Linked DNA regions of Sus scrofa: region 2 is linked to region 1. The links are chromatin contacts, called in public HiChIP or PLAC-seq maps. All regions are on one chromosome and are shown on one strand. Each heading gives the region's core, a stretch centred on a gene start, on an enhancer-like site or on the middle of the called end of the contact. The rest is flanking DNA. Distances are from core to core; before and after follow the strand shown. Region 1 holds the start of PLS3 (plastin-3). Region 2 overlaps PLS3 (plastin-3).

Region 1 (3,183 bases), core at 336-2,835:
TAAATTTAAGGTTTAAAGCAGGTGGAAGGCCTTCAGTGGTGACTTACAGACACCATAACAGGTAGAAAACCAAAGTACTATATTCACATATCTAGAAATGTTGTGTAAAGAATTCCAGAAACCAACTAAACCTTGGGCCAATTATTGAAAGCCAGAAATCTCACTTTGGAACCTCTTGTGAATGTGTGTGGCAATGTACTACACAGTGGACAAAACACAAACATGTTGAAATCAGTATTTTTGTGTTGACCCAAACCTGACCCAGCACAAAATCTCTCACAACAGAAATTTAATATTTCTGAAAGCATGATTGCCCTCTCATTTCTTTTTCACCTTTCTGTGCCTTTCCTATGTTCTTCCAGTTGGTTAATCATTAATTAGTATTTAACAAGGCTTCTTCCCAGCGCCAACTCCTTCTCTGCCAACCTAGCCTTTAGGTAGTATATGAACTCCCCTTTCCTGCCCATTTAAGAAGCTCTGGCACTCGCTATAGGTTAATTTTGCTAAGGAAGTTTGTAAAAGTAGATGAAGCAGGGTTCCTTGACAAGACCATTCAGTTTTCCAGGCCACTCTTAATTTAGCAATTTTCCTAGCTCATATAAAAATGAGATGTCATTGAACCAATTTTAAATTCTTAAAAAATTTCCACCATACATTTCCTGAACAAAATGGTTGCGACTGAAGCGGGAAAGGGCTTAACCTGTCTCTTCTACAGCTGTCCCCCAAGCCAATCTCTTGACCTGGGGAATCCGTCAAACTCTGGTCCTCTGACCTGATTCTGGACCTGGCTCGAGCCAAAGCACTGGAATGCAGATAAAGAGGGGAAATCCCTGCCCGAATTAAAGAAAGAGGCCAGCTAAGAGGCCAAGAAGAAAAGGTACTCTGGGAAGCAGGAGCACGTCTCCAAGTTTCCTCTGGGGAAAGGAACTGATGAGAACTGACATCCATTTCCAGTCAAACGAGTGGAACCACGTTACCTCCACCATCCCTTCCCACCTCCACCTCTCTCTTTTCCGCATGGACAAACAGACCAGACAGGTGATTCTGGTCAACAATTTCCTTGGCACGAAGTCAAAAACCAAAAAACATGAGAGCCGCGTCCTGATCTATCCATCTGCTCCCTAGACTTGCTAGGAAAGGGAAGATTGCTGAGGTTTTCCTTCGGCGTTGTTCCTTACGCGGAGCAGAAGAAACAGACTAGCAAGGTCCCTTCCCAAGCCAAGATTCTCTCACGCTTCTGGGGTGAAACTGTACCCTCCAGAGACTTCAATAGGGGCTTCGTGAGGTTCAAACTCTCGCTCCAACATTTTCATCTTTTCATTTATTCCGCACGATTATCTGCAACTTGGTCCCCGAGCCAGGCTCTGAGGACTTCTTTTTAGCCAGGGTGCGGGAGAAACGGGAGTAGAGGACCAATCTCGGCTCCCTGCCGCAGAGTTACAGTCCCCATCCCTTCAGGACGCCCATCCCGGTGCCTCTTCACCCAACTCCCCACCCAGTTGATGTGACAGGCTCGTGGCCCAATCCCCTTCCTGGTTCCCAGGCCGACTGCTAGCACCACCCGAGCCAATGGCGGCGTCCGAGGGGCGGAGGGGGCTGGCAGGAGGGGAGGGAGCGCTGGCTTTAGAACCGCAGCCGCAAAGATTCCGAGCCGCAGAAGTTGTCTGAGTGCGTCGGTCGGAGGCTGTCGGGCCGGATCCGGGACTCTGCGACTTTATGTAAGTGCTTTGCAGGCTCGGGAGGGCACGGAGGGAGCGGGGTTCCTGGGCGTGGGCGGGAGTGGGTCCTGGGGAGAGCATCTCCGAGATCCTCGGCCGGAACGTGCCTGGCACGGGGGGAGGGGGGGAGTGGGGCTAAGAGGGAAGCTGGAGAAATTTCAGTCTTAGCCCTTGGGCGCCAAAGCGGTCGGTCGCATCGAGGATGGGTGGGAGTGACTGAGTATTCCCCACGACCACCACCCGCCGCAAACGTTTTTTGCTTTTAACTGGATAGATGGTGCTTTCTCACTAGTTGCTCTTAACTTGTTGCCAACCTTGGGCTGGACTCCTTGACGCCAACCCTTGCCCTTCTCCCCTTCCGTGGCCGCGGCCCCGAAGTGGAAACCCAGCGCCTAACTTCCCTCGGTCGTCGTCCTTCTCCAGCTTCTGCCACCCTCCTCCCTCCTCCTCCGCCGGCTCCGGACTCAGGAAATCCCGGAGCCGGCCTCCCGCGACGCCTCCAGCCCCCGTTCACCGGCCTCGGGTGACCTCGCGGGCTCACTCCTGCCCCGCGACTCCGCAGGGTGCAGTGGCCCTGGGAAGGAACGAGGCTCCGGTTGCCTGCCTTCCGCCCGCTTCCCTTGCCATTAGCGAGCGAGAGCGTCGCGATCGCATCGCGTCTCCCTATGAGTAAGCACTTTTTTTCCTTTCAGTAGCAGGACATCTCTGGGCCATTAGGGCAGTACCTTTCCGTTCTCCTCACCCCCCCGACTCCGCGCCACCCGTCCGCTCCTTTTTCTCAGCTTCTCCGGCTCTGCTGCAGGGGCGCGCGATCCGGGCAGCAGCGGCATGGCACTTCTCCGGGCTCCACGGGAGGCAGAGGCGAAGGGGCGGTGGGAGGGGGGCAACGTCCCCCTTCCCCCACTCAGCTGCACTTGCGGGTATTTACTTTTCCCCACCCGCTGTACTTAGGCGCACTAATGAGAGGCCGGGGGACGCCGACCACCCCCGCCCTGGCTTCTGGCCAGCCCCAAAGTTGCCGCCGCCGCTGCTGCTACTTGTTCTGATGTGCTGGCGGCTTCGACCGCCCGGCTCCAGGGCAGAAGATCCCAGCCTGGGAGGTGGGAGTGGGTTTAATGCTTACTGACACTTTCCCCAGTTAGTAACGCTCCCTGCTCCGCACCTGATCTGCACAACATCCCGGGTAGTGCTCAGGGTTGAATTTAGAGCTAACTGGGTTCGAGAGCCTCGCCATTTAGGATCAGATGGATGGGATGCTGGGGATGCCCGACACGTAACCGGGGGCGGGGGTGGGGTGGGGGGAGAGATCCTGACTGGCCGCACAGTAGGTAGAAAACATAGGTGGAATCAAAAACTACTGAGAGGTTAGCACATACTCCGCCATACAGGATGTCCACAGTGTATTTGGGAGCCTAAACTTGATCCTGAAGATGCAATTTACAGTGAATTCCAACATAGTGGCCGA
Region 2 (3,464 bases), core at 65-2,564, 40 kb after region 1:
GTGGACACTTAGGCTTTCCTGACTGGAATTTTCGTCACTGACCTTCCTTCTCCCTTGGCCAGAGGGTCAAGTCCAGATTTTGAGTGTAGCCCTTCTAAATTAGACCCTGACCTTCTCTCCAAATGTGTCTGTCACAAACCGTAGGCCCAATGCTCAACCACACTTTCTCCAGCTCCAGAATATCATCTTCCCTTTATGCCTCTGTGCCTAGAATGCCTTTACCAGTGATACCTGTCTGAGGAATTCCTACTTAGGTTTTAAGATTAAGTTCAAAAGTCACCTTCTCTGGAAAACCTTTCCTGAAGCCCACCACTGTCACCCCACCTCTCAGTGAATATGACAGTAAGAGCATGACAGTGTTAATATTATGTCTTTGTTTTTCCATCTTTACACCTACTAGAGAATAAGGTCTGTGAGAGGGGACTTTGGTCCTAATTCTTTATATCTACAACACCCACCACAGAGCAAGTACATACTAAGCCTTCAGTTAAGGCTTGAATATAAATGAATCAGTGCGTGAATATGATAGACATTCAAGTTGAAATATTCTAAAGTCTTTTGGAAGCACTAGAGCTTGAGTAATTATCGCAAGAGCCTTTAGCTCAGAGTGATCTTTAACTCAGAGTGTTGCATGCCCATCTGACCTGGAGACTCGTGTTGTTGACTTACCTACCAGGGAGGAGGCAGGGCGGCAGTTTCTGTTGGTACCGGTAGGTATGTGGAGTGTGGGTGTGCCAAAGCACTGCCTGTTTTGGACAGGGGAAGGTGACAGATACACAAACACAAATAATGTATTGTTCCATGTTTTGTCCACCCTCTCCTCTTCATGTGATGAGCTTACCAGCTTAAGTATGTGTGGCCAGATCTCTGATGTAAGTTGTTAGGTTCACTTTCCCAGTTCTATTTACCTGGCATACTAGTGGCTGGATCATGTCTATGGCAGCCATCCCCTGCTTTTATCTTTTAGTTGCTTTCAATTTCAAGGGAAAAAAAAAAGTTCATAATCAACTCTTGATTATCCATGGTCGAGTTTCCCATTTTGTGTGCCTTGCCTCCTGACCCATGTGGTTCTGAATGACACACAGTAGTAAATAGATTGTCAGCTGCATTCCTAAAATGACTCACCTTAGGGGATGAAAACAAGCACCCCCCCCCCATCTCCATCAAATACCTTTTAGAATTTGAGTAATAGTTTCAGGTAGTTGTAGGTACACCTTTCTCAGCAAAGATTTATGTTCAGGGTTTAAGTATAGTTAAATGAGCCAGTGGAGTGGTTTCATAATTGCCATAGTGTTAGTCAAACTCTGTAATTAGGGATGACTTCATAGGCATAAGATTCCTCCGTGGGTGACGCCCTGAATTCAGACCCAGTTGTACACCATATCCTTTTAAGACAAAACAAACAAACAAGGTTTTGTTTGCTTTTGTTTCATTCCCTTATTTGAAAATCTGTTTTCCTATGTCTCAGATGGTTAGGGAGAGAGAGGGTTGGTTTGCTTTTTTCCTGCTGCTTTCCCTTTATAGAAAAAGACAGGCTTAGGAGCTAGAGACGAAACAGAATTGGGGACAGATCAAAGTGCTTTGCAGATGAGAGAATTCAGAAAAATGCAGAGACTTTGGAAACTTAATTTTGATTGGTATTTCATTTGGCTAATTTTAAATGAAGGGAAAATATATTCTTTCTTCTCCTTTTTTTTTTTTAAATATCAGTTTCCTCTCTCTCTCCATGTAAATAAAGTACATTTTTGTGGGAAGACAGACTGGGGAAAAGGACACATTTCAACACATTTCAAAAGTTAGACTTCTTTTTGCCTACCAGTCCACATACCGTGTAACTGAGGTTATACTTTTTACCTCTTCACCTTTTATTTTGCATTGCTTATTAAAAAAATACGCAAAGTAGGAGGAATGTGACAATATTGACAAGCTGTTAGCTTTTTTTTTTAAAGTGGACCTGATGGAATGTAAAAATTGTATTTTTTAAAAAATCTCCTGGCCGTTCTTCAAGTTGTGTTTAGAAACTGGCCTTAAGCAGGAGCCAGATTGAGTCATGGGCAAAAAGTGGCTGACAGGTTTTTGTTAGTCCCATCCTTCTTAAGTTACTTTGACTTAAAGGCTTATAATTTTTATATATGAAGGAGATCTGTTATACTCTGTAGTCAATAATTATAGGGCAAATGACATAACTTTTCATATATTCCATTTAAAAGGTTCTTAGTAGAACTTATGCCTTATATTTATATGGCCTCTCGCAATTACTTAGGCATTGATTTATTCCTCATCTTCTTTCACTAAGGATTTGAACTTGCTGTATAATACTTTATAGTTTACAATGTGCCTTCACATGCCACCTTTAATCTTCATGAGGACCCTGGAGAAGTAGGTATTATCATCGCTGTTTTCCAATGAGGAAACAAACTTAGATTAAATAAACACACTCATAGATGCAGGGCTAGGAGATAGCAGAGCCGGCACTAATTTACATTTTCTGATTGCCCATCTCATAGTTTTCCTGTCATAACAATACTCCATCTGTGGGTGGGGAACAAGTTTGCAGCAAGTGCTCACTATTGAATCAAGGTGTCTACAGGGCCATAATGACGTCAGATCCTCCGTTTTGCTTTTTAAACCCCGTCTGGGATGTTTTACTTGCTTTGAGAGGAAAATGGCCTAAAGTACAGTGAATGCCCCATGAAGAAGGATAAGGCTGCTTTTAGTAATTTTAATTTATAGGAAGTTTTCTAGGAAACTAGAAATACAAATTTATCTAATGCAAGGTTTCTGCAAACTCTGATGCTCTTCCCTAAATTATTTAAATGTGATATTTTCTCCCAAGATAGTACTTAATTGCTTGATTTTCCTAAAGATTCCATCAAGCACCTTTGAGTAGTCTTAAGAACAAACCTTTTTTTATGCATAGTGGGGAAAAAATCTGCACTCAATAGCCTATTTAAATATTGTAGTTTATATCAACTGAAGTTGATATGGTAAGCCTTTTAAATTTCACTTTGTATTTCTTTGTTTTAGTTCAGGTACTTCAGGGTAGCATTTATTTATTGACTTTCAAGTAATTATAAGTAAATGAAGTTGAGATAAGTGAGAGACTCCAAAATGAAACTGTTTTGTTATCCCGGACCAAACAGTTGTTTTGGAAATGTGTGTTCCTACTCTTTTTATTTTTGTTCAGTTGTGCCTTTTCATGTCTCCTGCGGATGAAACATCTGAGCTATAGGTGTAAGAGTGGTCACTGTAGACTTTTATTATGGTAATTAGACAGGAATAAGAAATTAGAAAACTTGATATATTTGGGGTTTTTTTTCATGCAGTGTTGTATTAATATTTTTTAAGTAAACAAGTACCTTGAAATCATTTCCATGAGATCTAAGTATTTCCTAATTTTGTGGGAAGAGCAAAAGTACTACTTTTGTGACCTGCCTGAGGTGGAATTAATAATCCTTAGAGTC

Evidence for each region. HiChIP or PLAC-seq counts read pairs in DNA pulled down with a chosen protein or histone mark.
Region 2: a contact with region 1 is called in an H3K27ac HiChIP or PLAC-seq map of skeletal muscle. The contact joins the enhancer-like site here to the promoter of PLS3 in region 1. A contact is called at or near these places in 9 of 47 Hi-C or Micro-C datasets (embryonic fibroblasts, epiblast stem cells, heart right ventricle and 3 more) and 1 of 2 datasets of contacts at active chromatin or transcription factors (skeletal muscle).

The regions. Positions count from the first base shown.
Region 1 is chrX:94,883,513-94,886,695 of Sscrofa11.1, forward strand. PLS3 (plastin-3) reads left to right here and starts at 1,586. Exons shown (of 18, transcript XM_001925936.6): 1 at 1,586-1,718.
Region 2 is chrX:94,923,422-94,926,885 of Sscrofa11.1, forward strand. The region is part of intron 1 of PLS3 (plastin-3); the gene reads left to right. Among named protein-coding and RNA genes, the nearest start is that of PLS3, 40 kb to the left of the region's middle. Within about 2 kb of position 1,315, at least 15 of the 83 cell types and tissues checked have an H3K27ac peak or open chromatin away from gene starts, as enhancers often do. A contact at or near this core is called in liver, retroperitoneal adipose tissue and skeletal muscle, where this site is marked.